5 separate regions of the Mus musculus genome follow, and all the other regions are linked to region 1. Evidence: chromatin contacts called from public ChIA-PET data. All regions are on one chromosome and are shown on one strand. The core of a region is the stretch at or near the end of the contact, and the rest is flanking DNA. Distances in the headings are between cores, read along the strand shown.

Evidence for each region. ChIA-PET counts read pairs in DNA pulled down with a chosen protein or histone mark.
Region 2: an RNA polymerase II ChIA-PET map of memory CD8 T cells shows a contact between it and region 1, with 5 read pairs. The contact joins two enhancer-like sites. A contact is called at or near these places in 1 of 484 Hi-C or Micro-C datasets (CD4 T cells) and 1 of 115 datasets of contacts at active chromatin or transcription factors (memory CD8 T cells).
Region 3: a contact with region 1 is called in an RNA polymerase II ChIA-PET map of memory CD8 T cells, with 11 read pairs. The contact joins two enhancer-like sites. A contact is called at or near these places in 3 of 115 datasets of contacts at active chromatin or transcription factors (bone marrow-derived macrophages, memory CD8 T cells and pancreatic cancer cells).
Region 4: an RNA polymerase II ChIA-PET map of memory CD8 T cells shows a contact between it and region 1, with 9 read pairs. The contact joins two enhancer-like sites. A contact is called at or near these places in 2 of 115 datasets of contacts at active chromatin or transcription factors (memory CD8 T cells and pancreatic cancer cells).
Region 5: a contact with region 1 is called in an RNA polymerase II ChIA-PET map of memory CD8 T cells, with 8 read pairs. The contact joins two enhancer-like sites. A contact is called at or near these places in 4 of 115 datasets of contacts at active chromatin or transcription factors (embryonic stem cells, large pre-B cells and memory CD8 T cells).

Annotation. Positions count from the first base shown.
Region 1 is chr2:29,095,604-29,098,273 of GRCm38.p6, forward strand. No RefSeq gene overlaps it. Among named protein-coding and RNA genes, the nearest start is that of Setx, 28 kb to the right of the region's middle. Within about 2 kb of position 1,323, at least 32 of the 459 cell types and tissues checked have an H3K27ac peak or open chromatin away from gene starts, as enhancers often do. A contact at or near this core is called in memory CD8 T cells, where this site is marked.
Region 2 is chr2:29,672,016-29,674,685 of GRCm38.p6, forward strand. All of the region lies in intron 1 of Rapgef1 (Rap guanine nucleotide exchange factor (GEF) 1), which reads left to right. Among named protein-coding and RNA genes, the nearest start is that of Rapgef1, 54 kb to the left of the region's middle. Within about 2 kb of position 1,361, at least 122 of the 459 cell types and tissues checked have an H3K27ac peak or open chromatin away from gene starts, as enhancers often do. A contact at or near this core is called in memory CD8 T cells, where this site is marked.
Region 3 is chr2:28,516,132-28,518,801 of GRCm38.p6, forward strand. It overlaps a transcript of Ralgds not described here. Among named protein-coding and RNA genes, the nearest start is that of Ralgds, 16 kb to the right of the region's middle. Within about 2 kb of position 1,305, at least 225 of the 459 cell types and tissues checked have an H3K27ac peak or open chromatin away from gene starts, as enhancers often do. A contact at or near this core is called in memory CD8 T cells, where this site is marked.
Region 4 is chr2:28,538,828-28,541,497 of GRCm38.p6, forward strand. Ralgds (ral guanine nucleotide dissociation stimulator) reads left to right here. Exons shown (of 18, transcript NM_001145835.1): 2 at 1,884-1,994. Among named protein-coding and RNA genes, the nearest start is that of Ralgds, 6.7 kb to the left of the region's middle. Within about 2 kb of position 1,369, at least 194 of the 459 cell types and tissues checked have an H3K27ac peak or open chromatin away from gene starts, as enhancers often do. A contact at or near this core is called in memory CD8 T cells, where this site is marked.
Region 5 is chr2:29,648,095-29,650,764 of GRCm38.p6, forward strand. All of the region lies in intron 1 of Rapgef1 (Rap guanine nucleotide exchange factor (GEF) 1), which reads left to right. Among named protein-coding and RNA genes, the nearest start is that of Rapgef1, 30 kb to the left of the region's middle. Within about 2 kb of position 1,372, at least 114 of the 459 cell types and tissues checked have an H3K27ac peak or open chromatin away from gene starts, as enhancers often do. A contact at or near this core is called in memory CD8 T cells, where this site is marked.

The DNA.
Region 1 (2,670 bases), core at 73-2,572:
AGCTTAAAGATCACCCGGCAGCCCAGAAGCTTTGGAGACAGACCCTGCCCGTGCAGGTGCTTTTTTGCTATTGTGGGACTCTCTGGAATAAACACTCCGACACCAATTAGAATGGACGAGAGGAGATGTCACATGCCACAGTGGACCAAAGCTAGGGCAGCACCTGCAAGGCATTGATCTTGGGTACAGTTTGCAGTCTCATTTTTATAGTCTAAACCACAAGGTTGGGTGAGGTTGTGCCAGCGAGCTAGCAATCTGCATGTTGTTAAGGGCAACGACCCATTGTTTTAGCTACTTCTCCAGGTCGCTGTGTTCCGTGTACAAGCGAAGTCATGCAAGGCAAACAGACAGTACAAGCAGTGCTTTAAGTAAATCACTGAATAAATCGATGAATCTAATAATCTGTCTCTCTGTCTTTTTTTTTTTTTTTTTTTTTGGTTTTTCAAGACAGGTTTTCTCTGTGTAGCCCTGGCTGTCCTGGAACTCACTCTGTAGACCAGGTTGGCCTCGAAGGCGTGGGCCATCATTGCCCAGCTACTGCTGCTTTCTGCTTCAGTGAACTTGTCTCCTTTTTCTGGGTCTTTCCCCTTTGATCAGTTATTTTTTTTTTGTTTTGTTTTGTTTTTTTGTTTTTCGAGACAGGGTTTCTCTTTATAGCTCTGGCTGTCCTGGAGCTCACTTTATAGACCAGGCTGGCCTCGAACTCAGAAATCCGCCTACCTCTGCCTCCCTAGTGTTGGGATTAAAGGCGTGCGCCACCACGCCAGGCTGATCAGTTCTTTTTTTTTTTTTTCCAGTAATTTATTTTTTTATTCACTTTACATCCCATCACAGCACCCCCTTAGCAGTCCTTCCAAGCGCCCCACACACACACACTGCTCCCATCCCTTTTTCTCAGAGAAACGAGTTCCCTCCCTTGGGTACCACCCCACCCTGGGTTATCTAGGCCCAGCAGTTCACTGTTCACCCTTGGGAAGAAATGGACTTCTGGGTAGACAGCCCTTGGCTCTAAAGCCCTCTCTACAGGACCACTGCCTAGGTATGGTTCAACCCACAGCGGGCCAGGCCTGTTAATTACAAGGAAGATAATCAGTTCCCCACCAGCAATCCCTCGGTTGAGATTCTTTCACTGGTACTCTGCACTGTGTGTCAAATGGACAAAGCTAAGGGCCCTCCCAATATGGAGAAGGCCAACCCCTTAATTATGTCTCTAAGAAGCTAAGCTCTCCCCCACCCCCACCCCCACCCCCACACACCAAGGACTTAACTTTGCTCTGCTTCCTTTTATGCTTCAGCATTTGATGTGGGTCCTGATTTTTGGTTCTTAGTCACTGTGAGGCTCCTGCTATGCTGCCTGGGAGATGAGCTCTTGGGAGGAGACGGAGGCTGACTTAGCCTCTTCCCCAGCACCAGAACAGTGTCTAGGCTGAATGGATGAGTGAAGGGGGATCGACAGAGCCAAGTTGGTAAACAATAAACTAAATACCGACAAGAATGATACATGCCACAAAGCCTCATAGGGGCTGTCATTTACGGGCAAATGAATGCAAATTTAGGCGTCAGGATCTTTGTAAGTATTTTGAGATATTCCAAAATCAGCTGCTAGGCACTCCTAAGATGAATTTTCTTTCTTCTTTTTTCTTTCTTCCTTTCTTTTTCCACTTGTTTATTTGTTTTTCCAGGCAGGGTTTCTCTGTGTATCCCTGGCTGTCCTATCCTGCAACTCACTCTGTAGACCAGGCTGACCTCAAACTCAGAGATCTGCCTACTTCTGCCTCCGGAGGCATGCATCGCCACCACTCAGCCAAGGAAACATTCTTTTCTTTGTTTGTTTGGTTGTTTTTTTTGTTGTTGTTGTTGTTGTTGTTTTCGAGACAGGGTTTCTCTGTGTAGCCCTGGCTGTCCTGGAACTCACTCTGTGGACCAGGCTGGCCTCGAATTTAGAAATCCACCTGCCTCTGCCTCTCAAGTGCTGGGATTAAAGGAGTACGCCACCACACCCAGCCAAGAGGGACTTTCTTAATGCTATTGTTTGAAGCAGGAAGATCCACCCTAAATGTAGGCCACACCTTCTGGTGGCAGCCACATAAAAGGACAAGGAAGATGAAACTGATTTTGCCAGCTGTGTTTACTCTTGCTGGCAAGTTCATCTATGTTGCTGCAGCCAATATGAAATCCAGGGTCTTTAGGATTTCAGCATAGACTGAAGACCAGCTCTCCTGGAACCATCCTGGACTCCAGCACTGTGGACAGAACAATTAGTGATTCTCAGCTTTTCATTTGTGAGACAGCCATTGTTGAACTACTTGGACCACACCCTGTAAACCAATCTGCTGATAAATCCCCATTTGAAATATATGTGTGTGTGTGTATGTATATATGAATATATCTGGCATGCATCTGGAGTGATTGTTATATGAGATTTGATGGGGTTATTCTTTTGAAGGATTCTCAGTCTTTGCAAAACTTACTTTCCAGATGTGCCTGGCAAACCAGGAAGTCTCCTACAGCTGGCTGAGAATTGCTTAGGTAATGGTTTTTTAAGACAACCCCTAAAGCAGAAAAGAAATGTTAAAATTTGGAAATTGACTTGCTAAAAGTACATTTTGTGTAACAATAGCTTCTAGGGGTTGGGCGTGGTGGTGCACGCCTTTAATCCCAGCACTCGGG
Region 2 (2,670 bases), core at 111-2,610, 580 kb after region 1:
TGTGTGTGTGTGTTGGCCTCCAGCCCTGCCACCTGCCAGTTTTACTCATAGGACTTTCTCATGCATGGCCAGAAGACACGCTGGATGTGTCTGTAGCAGCATTGTTTAGGAAAGCCAAAGCCAATAGCAACCCAGTGACCATGGTAGGCGAGCAGACAGAACAATATCACAGAGAAAAGCAAGGATGTATGTCATCTGAGTGGTTACTGTCAGGCCTATAGAGAGACTATATAGAACACTACCTTGTGTGATGATCACAAACTCTAAAGTTAAACTACACATGTGGACGCAAATTATAAAAAGAGGAATCACAATCCAGACAACCATAGGGTGACTACCTATATGACAGGAGAGTGGCTCTGGCAAACCCCACTGTGTAGCTGTTCATCCTCCTGTGGCTGTATAAAGTACAGGGAAGCAACAATACATTTCTCACTCTTAGGTATTTTTCAGTTGCTGATAGGACAGCATGACCAAGGCAACTTACAGAGAAAGCGTTTATTGGGCCTGAATAGCACAGTTAGGGATCCCGACGGCCACTTGAAACCTGATTGTTCACCCATCTTTCCAGAGAAAGCTGAGCACAGTCTAATTCTGATTTCCAGAATTGTAATGTTGGTTGTCATTACATAGCAACTCTGTTCACCATGTGACTTGCTGGTGGTTTTGTGCCCACTAACTGGCCTGAGAAGAGGGAGGTATTAATAGGTGCCTCAAACTGTCACCACAGCTTCCCAATTATGTACCTACTCAAACTGTATTCAGGACCAGGCAGGCAAAGGTAGAGTGAGTTCTGTCACCCACTTCCTGGCTTTGATGGCAGCTATCAGGAGTAGGTATCTCTGGTTCGTGGTCAGGGCCAGCCTTGCTCTCATGTTCCTCAGGGGATTTTTGTACCGTCTATATTTCTTTCCACGTTGGTTCCACCTTGGTTATGAGAGTTGGCTGCGAGTCTGGCCAGCTCCTTAACCCTGCATCTCCTTACAGACCCAGGGCAGCAGATCCCAGAGAAGAGGAAGTTGGCTCACCCAGCTGAGCCTCTGAGGAACTTGATCACCACAGTAAACCCAGACTTCCCCTTCAAGCCTGCTTGTCTCTCTTCTCTCAGCCTGTCTGGGAGCTGTGTGCTCTCTTTGGAGTCTGTTACAAAGCCAGCCAGCATCAGAAGGAATGGGATGGATGGACTAGCAGTGACTGATACAGGGCAGGTGTGCCTCTTCCTGTAAGTGAAGAGAAGAAAGTATTGGTGAGCCATCTAATTGGGAGAGTGAGCCTCGTGTCAGTGCTGGAGGATAACCTGTTGAAAGCCTGTGGGCTGTATGGAAATAAGATGTATTCAGAGTATGACTAACCCTGCACCCACTAAACTCATGCCTTGCTTCCGTGCTCAGCAGCTACCCTGTGCTGGCCAGTTGATAAATGAAGTTATACCACAGTGGACCCACTTCTAGTTAAAAATACAAATCGGAAGTGAATTTTCAGGACAGCTGACAGAAGTGTTCTGAGCATGTCTGTCATGAGCTATGATGGTCTGTGAACTAGGTGCATAAAACACACTTTCAAAAAAGACTATTTGCCTATGGAATTGGAGACATGGCTCAGTGGTTAAGAGCACTTTTTTTTGCTCTTATAGAATATTTGGGATCGATTCCCAACACTCATGTGGTAATTTACAGTAACTCCAATTCCGAGGGATCTGGTGCCCTCTTCTGACTCCCACCGTTGTGTGTGTAGTGCATATACTTAAACACAGTTGAGGCAAATCACTCACATACAAAAGATTAAATAACCTTTCAAACTTAATTGATGTGTCTGTGTGTTTATGTATCTGTGGAGAGATGGCCTAGTAGTTGAAAGTGCTTGCTGAGCAATCCCACTAACTCCAACTTCAAAGGATCCAGTGCTGTCTTCTAGTCCTTGAGCATCACACATGCACACACACACACACACACACACACAGAGAGAGAGAGAGAGAGAGAGAGAGAGAGAGAGAGAGAGAGAATTAATCTTTTTAAACTGTGTTTCATCCTCCAGCTCACAGAATATCATGTAGCCGACCACCCTCTCTCATGCATGCTCACTTATATCAGCCTACAGGCAGAGTCCTCCAACACAAGCCCATTTGCTAATAAGGCACCTTGTCTGCCGAGCGTCTCCTAGGACTTCCAGCCTCGCAGGTCACTGTAGAGCATCAGTTGCTGCCTTCCCTACCCAGTCTGCAAGACTGCACTGACCCACATTTGCCTCAGCACCGACTGTGCTCAGCATGAGAAGCGCAGTGTTTCCTGCATGCGATGTCAGTCTCCATGCGAAGGGGGTACTGTTTCAGCCTCCGTTAGAGAGTTAGAGAGGCATGTGGTAATGTGCTGCCCAAGCCCTCTGCCTCCATCCAGTCCGAGCTCTGAACCAGCTCTATTAGGACTTGCTCGCAACCTTCACGTATCACAAGGGAAGTATAAATGTGAATGAACCTGCCCTGTGCTGCTGGGGACTAGGGAGAAATGGAGGCCAGAAAATCTCACCATGCCACTTCATCTGCTCTGACTTACAAGGGCCAGGTGGACTTCCTTCCAGCTAGTGTTACCTCTGCCCTGGACAGCAAGGGCTTCCTGTTGCTCTGTGGTACCTAGCCTGAGGCAGGGTTTGGTTTGCCTGCGTGAGTGGAGGCCA
Region 3 (2,670 bases), core at 55-2,554, 580 kb before region 1:
ATTGCTGTCACCCCACCCCACCCCACCCCCCATCTGCACACCTGCTGCTGTCTCTTGACTTTTTCCTCTTCCATTTTCAGGTATGTGTGTTATACATATATGTGTATATATGTTGTGCATGAGTTTTGGTTCATTTGTTTTGAGACTGGGTCTCTACATAGCACTAGCTATCCTGGAACTCACTGTGTAGACCCCAGAACTCACAGACATCCTCTTCCGAGTGCTGGGAACTCCAACACACTGGGCGTAGATGCATGTGTTGGCACATGCATATGGTAGGTGCTGTGATCATTGAGGGAGGCAGGGTCTCAACTAATAGGGCTGGGCTTGCTGGCCAGCTTGCTCTGGAGATTCCGTCTCTATCCTTTGAGGCTAGATTTATATCTGTCTGGATAGCCACAGCCATCAGGCATTTGCCTGAGTCGTGGAGGTCCTGGCCCTGTAACCTCTGAGCCATTTCCCCAGCTTCTGACTTTTACGGTTGTCTGAACTTGGTGAAGTAGCAGAGCTGGAGAGCCATTCATCCATGTGCTTGTGCATCTCATAGGTCAGCCACACGAGAGAAAGCAGGAAGAGCAGTGCAGAAAGCTGACAGGGAGCGAGACAAGAGTCAGCGAGGTAGGCATGACGGTGACAAAAAGGTGACAGGCCTGGTACGTTGTGTTAGTGTCCTGTGGCTGCTCTAGCAGAATGCCATATACTGGATGACCCTGTGCAACAGAAATCTCTCGTGGTTCTAGAGGACAGAAGCCTAAAAGCAAGGCATCAACACCACTGAACCACAGCTTCTGGCATGGCTGTAGTCCTTAGCTTTAAATCCCCCTAAACGTGTCTGTAGTCCTCTGCCTCCACACAGCTGCCTCTGTGTGTCTGTGTCTCTGTGTGTCTGTGTCTGGTTGTCTCCATTACTGTAAGGACATCGTGTGTGTGTGTGTGTGTGTGTGTGTGTGTGTGTGTGTGTGTGTGTGTGTGAGAGAGAGAGAGAGAGAGAGAGAGAGAGAGAGTGTGTGAGAGTGAGAGAGTGAGCCCTGACCTGACCCCATCCCAGTCTAGCCTTGTGTTGCCTGGATCTGCAGGACCCAAGGGCTTTTGGAAGGACACAGCTGAGCCTGTGAGGAGGGTTATAGGGAAGGCCAGGTTCCTTAGGATCTGGCAGAATTTCACCTGTGTAGGAAGGCTTGAAGGCCACCAATGGTAGCACCAGCAGGTGGCGCTGTAACCTCTGGTGTGGAAGTTCAGTACTGCACTGCCCTGTCCCGAGTTTCCACAAAAGCTCATCTGGTTGCCAGGAGACAAAGCAAACTGTAAACAGGTCAGGAGTCATCCTTGGTGACACACACTGAAGGAAATCAGAATGAGAGCAGGCGAGCAGCAGGGTGTTGCTGGTAACCACTGAGGAGACCTCAGCTTCTCCCCCACCCCCTCTCCCCAACACACACACCTTGGGGCCTGGACTTTGCCTCCCTCTGGCTCGTCACCAGTAAGTTGCCTTGGCCTACTGCAGTTTCCAGACAGCTCCCCTACCTATTACCACAGGCCACAAGAAGTAGTTTTAGGGAAAGGTGAGCTGCTTATACAACACATGGCTGGCAGGGACCTTAGCCTTAGCCTGTCCCAGAGGAGGCATGTCTACCCAGCATGGCCTGCTGCCAACACTGGTTGGCTGGGCATGGGGACAACCCCTGGTTGGGTAATGGCAAGCCCCAGGTGACACTCCTTTACAGACAAGCCAGGGAGGGGCCAGGCACCAGGGCTAGGGCGGAGAATGCCTTCCAGTTATACTGGGCTTCTAGTGGTCAGAGCCCTGTCAAGGCAGGAAGAGCCTGAGTTGGTGGTTAGCAGGAATGGAGATGCAAACCAAGCTAGACAGATTTTTTTCATCCCCCTGACTCTAATGAGGGCCTCAACTCTGCTTTCTGTGTTGGGTCTTGAACCTCAAGAGAATCCTCTCTTAGAGGGTCACGGGGTGGTGCACGACTGCAATCCCAGCTGAGGCAGGAGAATTATGAGTTCAAGGTCATCCTGAGGTACACTGTGAGACCTGAATCCCCTACACACACACCCCCAAACTGAGTCTTAGAGGCATAGTACTTTCTTGGATAGGTGGCTTCCTTGTAGGCAAAGGTAGGTTTGGGGAGCCTCCAGGGCCCCTTACAGGTAGCTGAGACAGCCTGAGGAGGTAGAGATGGGAAGGAATGTGGCATCTCCATAAAAATGACAAGTCCCAGAAGAAGGGAGAGTTCCCATGGCAACCTAGTACAGTTGCTTAGCAACCATAGTCCCCCAAAATACCTGCAGGAAGACTCCCGGCTAGGGGCTTTCCCACCGCCTGTGTGTGGCTCTTAGCTCTGAGTGGTTACCTCCTGTGGTTGATCCACCCACACCTCCATATAGGGCCTAGCAGCCCACAGCCCCAGGATCCTTACTGAGAGAAACCCCAGTCTACTCCCTCTTCCTATTACCCCAAGCTGCAGCTGCCTACCATCAGGCCAGTCCCTTAGCAACCAATGCCATTTTCTAGATATCCGAGTGACAATTGGACAGTGGTAGAATGTCAGAAAGATTCAGAATCAGCTGTACAGTCAATTGTAGCCTGGTGCCGGCCATTCCAGAGGGACAGGCACGATGTTTTAACAACACAAATACCCTGTAGCCCCGGACTCCCTAGTC
Region 4 (2,670 bases), core at 119-2,618, 560 kb before region 1:
GGCGGTGTTGGGAGGAGATGATCCTCTCTAAGGACACAGCCAACCATGTGGCATTCCTTTCTTGGAGCTCAGAGGCCTCCTGGATGCCTGCCCTAGGCAGGCAGGCTGGCAGACATCTTTGCTGTTTCAGCTGTTTACCAGGCCAGCTTACCCCCTCCTCTCCCTGGACTGCTTGAATATGACACTTCCTACATGGGCTGCCTACTAGAAAGGTAGCTCAAGGTAGCCTCAGGTTACATGGTCCCTGCCCTTCCAACCTCAGAGGGACCTGAGGATAGCTCCTTAGACTGGGGAGGGAAGCTCTTCTCTGTTGCTTTCTAACCAGGCCTGGGGTATCTCTGTCTTCTCTGGGTATCTGGTGCAAAGGGGCCCACACTCAGTATTGTGAGGTGGTCTGATTCATTCTGCTGTGATTGTTTGAAGGAAGCAGAGTGTATGGGCTTAGCTCCTCATGGCTGGAACAGTTCCCATCTGTGCAACAGGGTGTCGGCTCCCCAGAGGAAGACATGTATGGCTCTCAGAGCCTGTCTGCACCCCCACCCCCATCCAGCTGGCAGAATGGCCCCCCCTCGGTTGGGGGAAGGGTACAGGGATCACATGACACTCCCACAGGGCCCAGGCCAGCTGCTGGGCTGTCAGCGGAAGCCCAGGCCAAGCAAAGCCTTGCATTTGAGCCCTGCTCAGGGATGGCCACTGCTGCTCGCATCCAGCTATGGCCGCGGGTGTGCCTGGCCAGGGCACATTTCTGTCTAATGGGCATCGATAAAAACCTGTTACAAAGTAGCACTGTACTAGGGTCCCCAGGCTGAACCCCAGTGTTGTATGGCAGGAGCCTCATGTGTGACCCTGACTCTGCTGCTGATGCTGGGTACGGCCAGGCTCCTCAGGGAAGGAAGACTCTGCCAGCCCTGACTTTTAAGAACGCTGAGCCGACACAGTGGGTGTTCCAGAGCCATGGTCTCCTTTATCTTTGCTGAAAGACTTTCTAGATTTGGGTCAGGGGTTAGCTGATGACAGTGCCACTAGTGTCTGAAGGGAAGTTCCCTGCGCTGAGGAACACATGACACTCCCACAGGGTCCAGGCCAGGATTGCTTAGGGTCATGAGCCTTCTTGTTACCCACTGACTTCCAGGAATCAGGTCCCCTCTATCCCTTCTCCAGAGGGCAGGAGTAGAGAGAGCCTGAGGTGCAAGGAAGTGAATGTTTCATTTCTGCTTTAGGCTCTGAGAAGCAGTCACATGACCCCCTTCTCCATATAGGCCTCATGATTTGGGGTTCTGTGGATCCCCAGCACTGTTGCAGTACCCCACTCACTCACATGAGGAAGAACAGCCAGCTGGGAACCCCCATGTTACCCAAGAAGTCTCAGCAGCATGAATGAGCAGAAGGGGAAGGAAGTGGCCTCAGATGTGGTCAGCGTCTGCACCTGCCCTAGAGCCATGGTGCCGACTCCAGCACTGGGCTAGAAAGAGCTGCCTGCTGCTGCCTGGTCAGCCTGGAACCTCAGATGGGACAATGAAAGAAGAGTGTGGGTGACCCTGGCCTTGGGTTCTGAGGCCAGTGCCACCTGTGACCATGCTAGGGCCTTGGCATAGGGGATCTGTCATATACACCAGACAGTTTGGCTGCCTCAGCCTCCACTTACCCGTCTCTGAAATGGCTGAATAACAGTACTGTCCAGGTAGACTGTGTTGGGCTGTCCAGTACTAAGTAGGAGCAGGTTCCTGAGATGTTGACCTTAAGGTCGTGAGGAGCCAGGTGGGAAGGGGAGTCCTGGCTCTCCATTTTCTTCGCCCTGGAAGTCCAGAAGCCACCTGTCTGTGCCATGCCCCTATAGCAGACCCCTGATGGCCTGGCCTGGCTCTTGGGCCTTGTCTTTCCAGAGCTCCACGCAGGAGATTGGGGAGGAGCTGATCAACGGGGTCATCTACTCCATCTCCCTGCGCAAGGTCCAGCTACACCAAGGAGCCACTAAGGGCCAGCGCTGGCTAGGGGTAAGTGTGGAGAGGAGACCAGGAGGGTGACCCTGCCAGACTCCTTTCCAGAGTTTTCTGTTTGAGGGCCCCAGTCCCTCTTGCGACTCTGGGCTGAGCCTCCCTCCCTTCCCCAGCCCATGCACAAAGATCCTGCTGACATCCCTACCCACAGGTGAGAAGAGAAGCCATTGGCTTTGCTTCTCATTGCCCATAAGGCCATGCATATTCAAATATTTTGCTCGGTTTAAAAGCTGTCCTCACATGTCACTCCTCCCCTCCCCTGTCCTCTTCCTCCTAGTGTCAGAAATCCTCTCACAGCAGGACTGCCCTTTGCCCTCATTGAATGGAAGTTTAGGCTTTGTAAGCGGTCTGTCTTAGGATTACTTTTTTTTTTTATTTTTATTTTAAACTCTTTTTTTTCCACTTATTTGTTTATTATATGTAAGTACACTGTAGCTTTCTTCAGACACTCCAGAAGAGAGCATCAGATTTTGTTACATATGGTTGTGAGCCATGTGGTTGCTGGGATTTGAACTTCGGACTTTCGGAAGAGCAGTCGGGTGCTCTTATCCACTGAGCCATCTCACCAGGATTACTATTGCTATAAAGAAACACCATGACCAAAAGCAAGCTGGGGAGGAAAGGGTTCATTTGGCTCACATTTTGGCATCCTCATCCATCACTGAAGGAAGTC
Region 5 (2,670 bases), core at 122-2,621, 550 kb after region 1:
CTCATCAGCACCCATGTCCCATCTGTTTGGAGATTTCTCGAAAATGTCAGCTGTACTTGTAGTGCCACAGTGACGGGTCATCTGAGGAGAGACCATCCAGGGCTGGCAGCAGCAGTGAGATGAAGCTGCGGCTTACAGTGTTCTGCTTTGCTTTGGACTTTTCTTGGTTGCTTTGGTTTGTTTAAGGATGCACATTTATTGCCATTACCTTTTATTTTCTATCTTCCAAAGAGTATTGATGATTAAAATTTTTTCTCCTGTTGAAGATGTAGAATGAGTCAAAGAGTCCCTACATTGTTAATGCTGGGCCAACTGCTGGGTCTGGAGATGTGGAGGGGCAAACAACCCAAATGGTCCTTTTCCTAACTGCTTCTAAGTGATGAGACACCAGCTCTGCACCGCAGATAAACAGAGCAAGGTGTGGTTATATGTATAATAACCATACAGTAATCCATACAGAATGCTGAGGCAGGAGGGTCTTGAGAAGGCCAACCTGGGCAACATAATGAGACCTGGCCTATAAATAAATGCATCATAATAAATGGTCAAGGTGCTCTTAATTAGCCAACTCATGTAGTACCTCAGAATGTGACTAAATGTGATGGATGAGGAAGGGTCAGAGCGAGGGTGAAAGCCATGTGTGGTAATATCACAAGAAGGTTCAGGATGAGAGGAAACCTTTTAAAACAGAAGGTTACATAGGATACTTTAGAAATCACATGCCTTAGACCAGGAGGGTAAAATAATCTAAAATAATTATCTAATTTTAACAATGGAAGAACCAGGTGGGATGTGAAGTCTTATAGCTTGTATCTTTTGTTACTAATGTTATAACAGGGTTGGGACAATGTATGCAGTACTAATAGGAAACAGTACATTGTATATCATATGCTTCATATTTAACATGATATATGTGTAAATGTTCTATAACATATAAAACAGTTTACATGGAGAGTGTGAATGTCTATAAAATACAATGTATAGCATATGTCACATGTACCATATGTAACACAGCACTGTAGCATGTGTAGCAGTGACCAGTAACAGCTGGGATATGGTATTAGGCAATGCCAGTGGCTTCCTGTGTGCCAGGTGTGGTACCAAAGGATTGACATTCGAGATGGGTTCTTTTTGTACACAGTTGGCGTGTAACTCCAGCCTTCTATAAGTTGGATCTTTTATTCAGCAGGGATCAGTTATAGGGGATGGAAACTGTAAGTGTGAAGGGGTTTTTCTCATGAGAAGTGTGGGTGTTACTTTGGGTGTGGGTAAGAAAAGGGAAGGAAACTTGGCTCTGTCATCAGATAGCTCCAAATTTAGAACAATGTCTGTCCTGAGCCACTGGCTGTAGAGTGTGTTTCACCCTGGGAACGTGCGTAAAATACATTTCCGGATTTCAAGATTCCTTTTCCAGCTGTGTAGAGGCTGTTGCCCTAATCTGCTGTGATTGCAGTGGCCATCAGCCACCCAAGATCGACAGTTACTTTCCAGGGATTGCTTGTAAGACTTTTAGGAACCCTGAAGACCATAGACAAAAGCTGAGAGGTTTGTCCTATAGTTCATCTGTGTTAGGGATCTGAAAACATAAAGGACCAGGTAGGTAGGATTTTAGAATAAGAAACAAAATTCAGACCATTATGTAGGTGTTTACATAAACATTTAGAAATATGAAAACCCTTCCCTGTTTGCAGGCTGCTGTTGGAATTCTGGATGACAGACCGTTTACTAACCCCTAACCTCTAGAGTCTCTCGGGTTGGATGTTTTCTGTGGTCATTGCTCCTCTGGGAGTCAGCAGCATGCCCCACCCTCACTCACACAGGAAACAGAAGAATCTTGTCATTTCCAGGCCACAGGGGAAACCCACGCAGGGCCCACCTACAGTGCCTACCACTGTGATTAGAATGGGGCCACCTGAGCCCACGTGCCAAGCTTTCATTGTCAGGGAGGAGAGATAGAGGAGGGAAGGCTCTGGAATCTTATCCAGACTACAGGCTTTGGTGTTTTCTTTGCCATTGAACAGGCTGAGGCACTAAGTTTAATGGAACCATGCTCCCTGCAAATGTTCTAGCCAAAGTAAAGTGTTTTCAGTGGGAGAAAAGTCTGTTTCATCATTCCCGTTACAAACTGATGTTTAGCCGTCGAATGTGTGACACAGGCACTGTTCTAGGCTCAGGGCATGAATTGTGAAAACACAAATCACTGCTGCCCCCTGGAGTCTACAAGTTTGTACACAAACTAGTGCTAGGTTGTCTCTTGGGAGGTAGGTCCTGTACTGGCATTGAAGCGCGGAGGACGGCCAGTGCTTAGGGATTCCTAGTTTTTTGTTTTTTTTTTTAAAGATTTATTTATTTATTATATGTAAGTACACTGTAGCTGTCTTCAGTCACTCCAAAAGAGGGCACCAGATCTCGTTAGGATGGTTGTGAGCCACCATGTGGTTGCTGGGATTTGAACTCTGGACCTTCGGAAGAGCAGTCGGGTGCTCTTACCCACTGAGCCATCTCACCAGCCCCAATTCCTAGTTTTATATAGGAGGAAGACGATTGTTTTTTAAAAGTTTTCTCCTTCCAGCCCCTGCTCCCGTAATGATGACTCTGAGACTAATTATTTATTAATAAATGCCTAGGCCATAAGCTTTGGCTTCTTCCCTGACCAGCTTGTAAGTTATT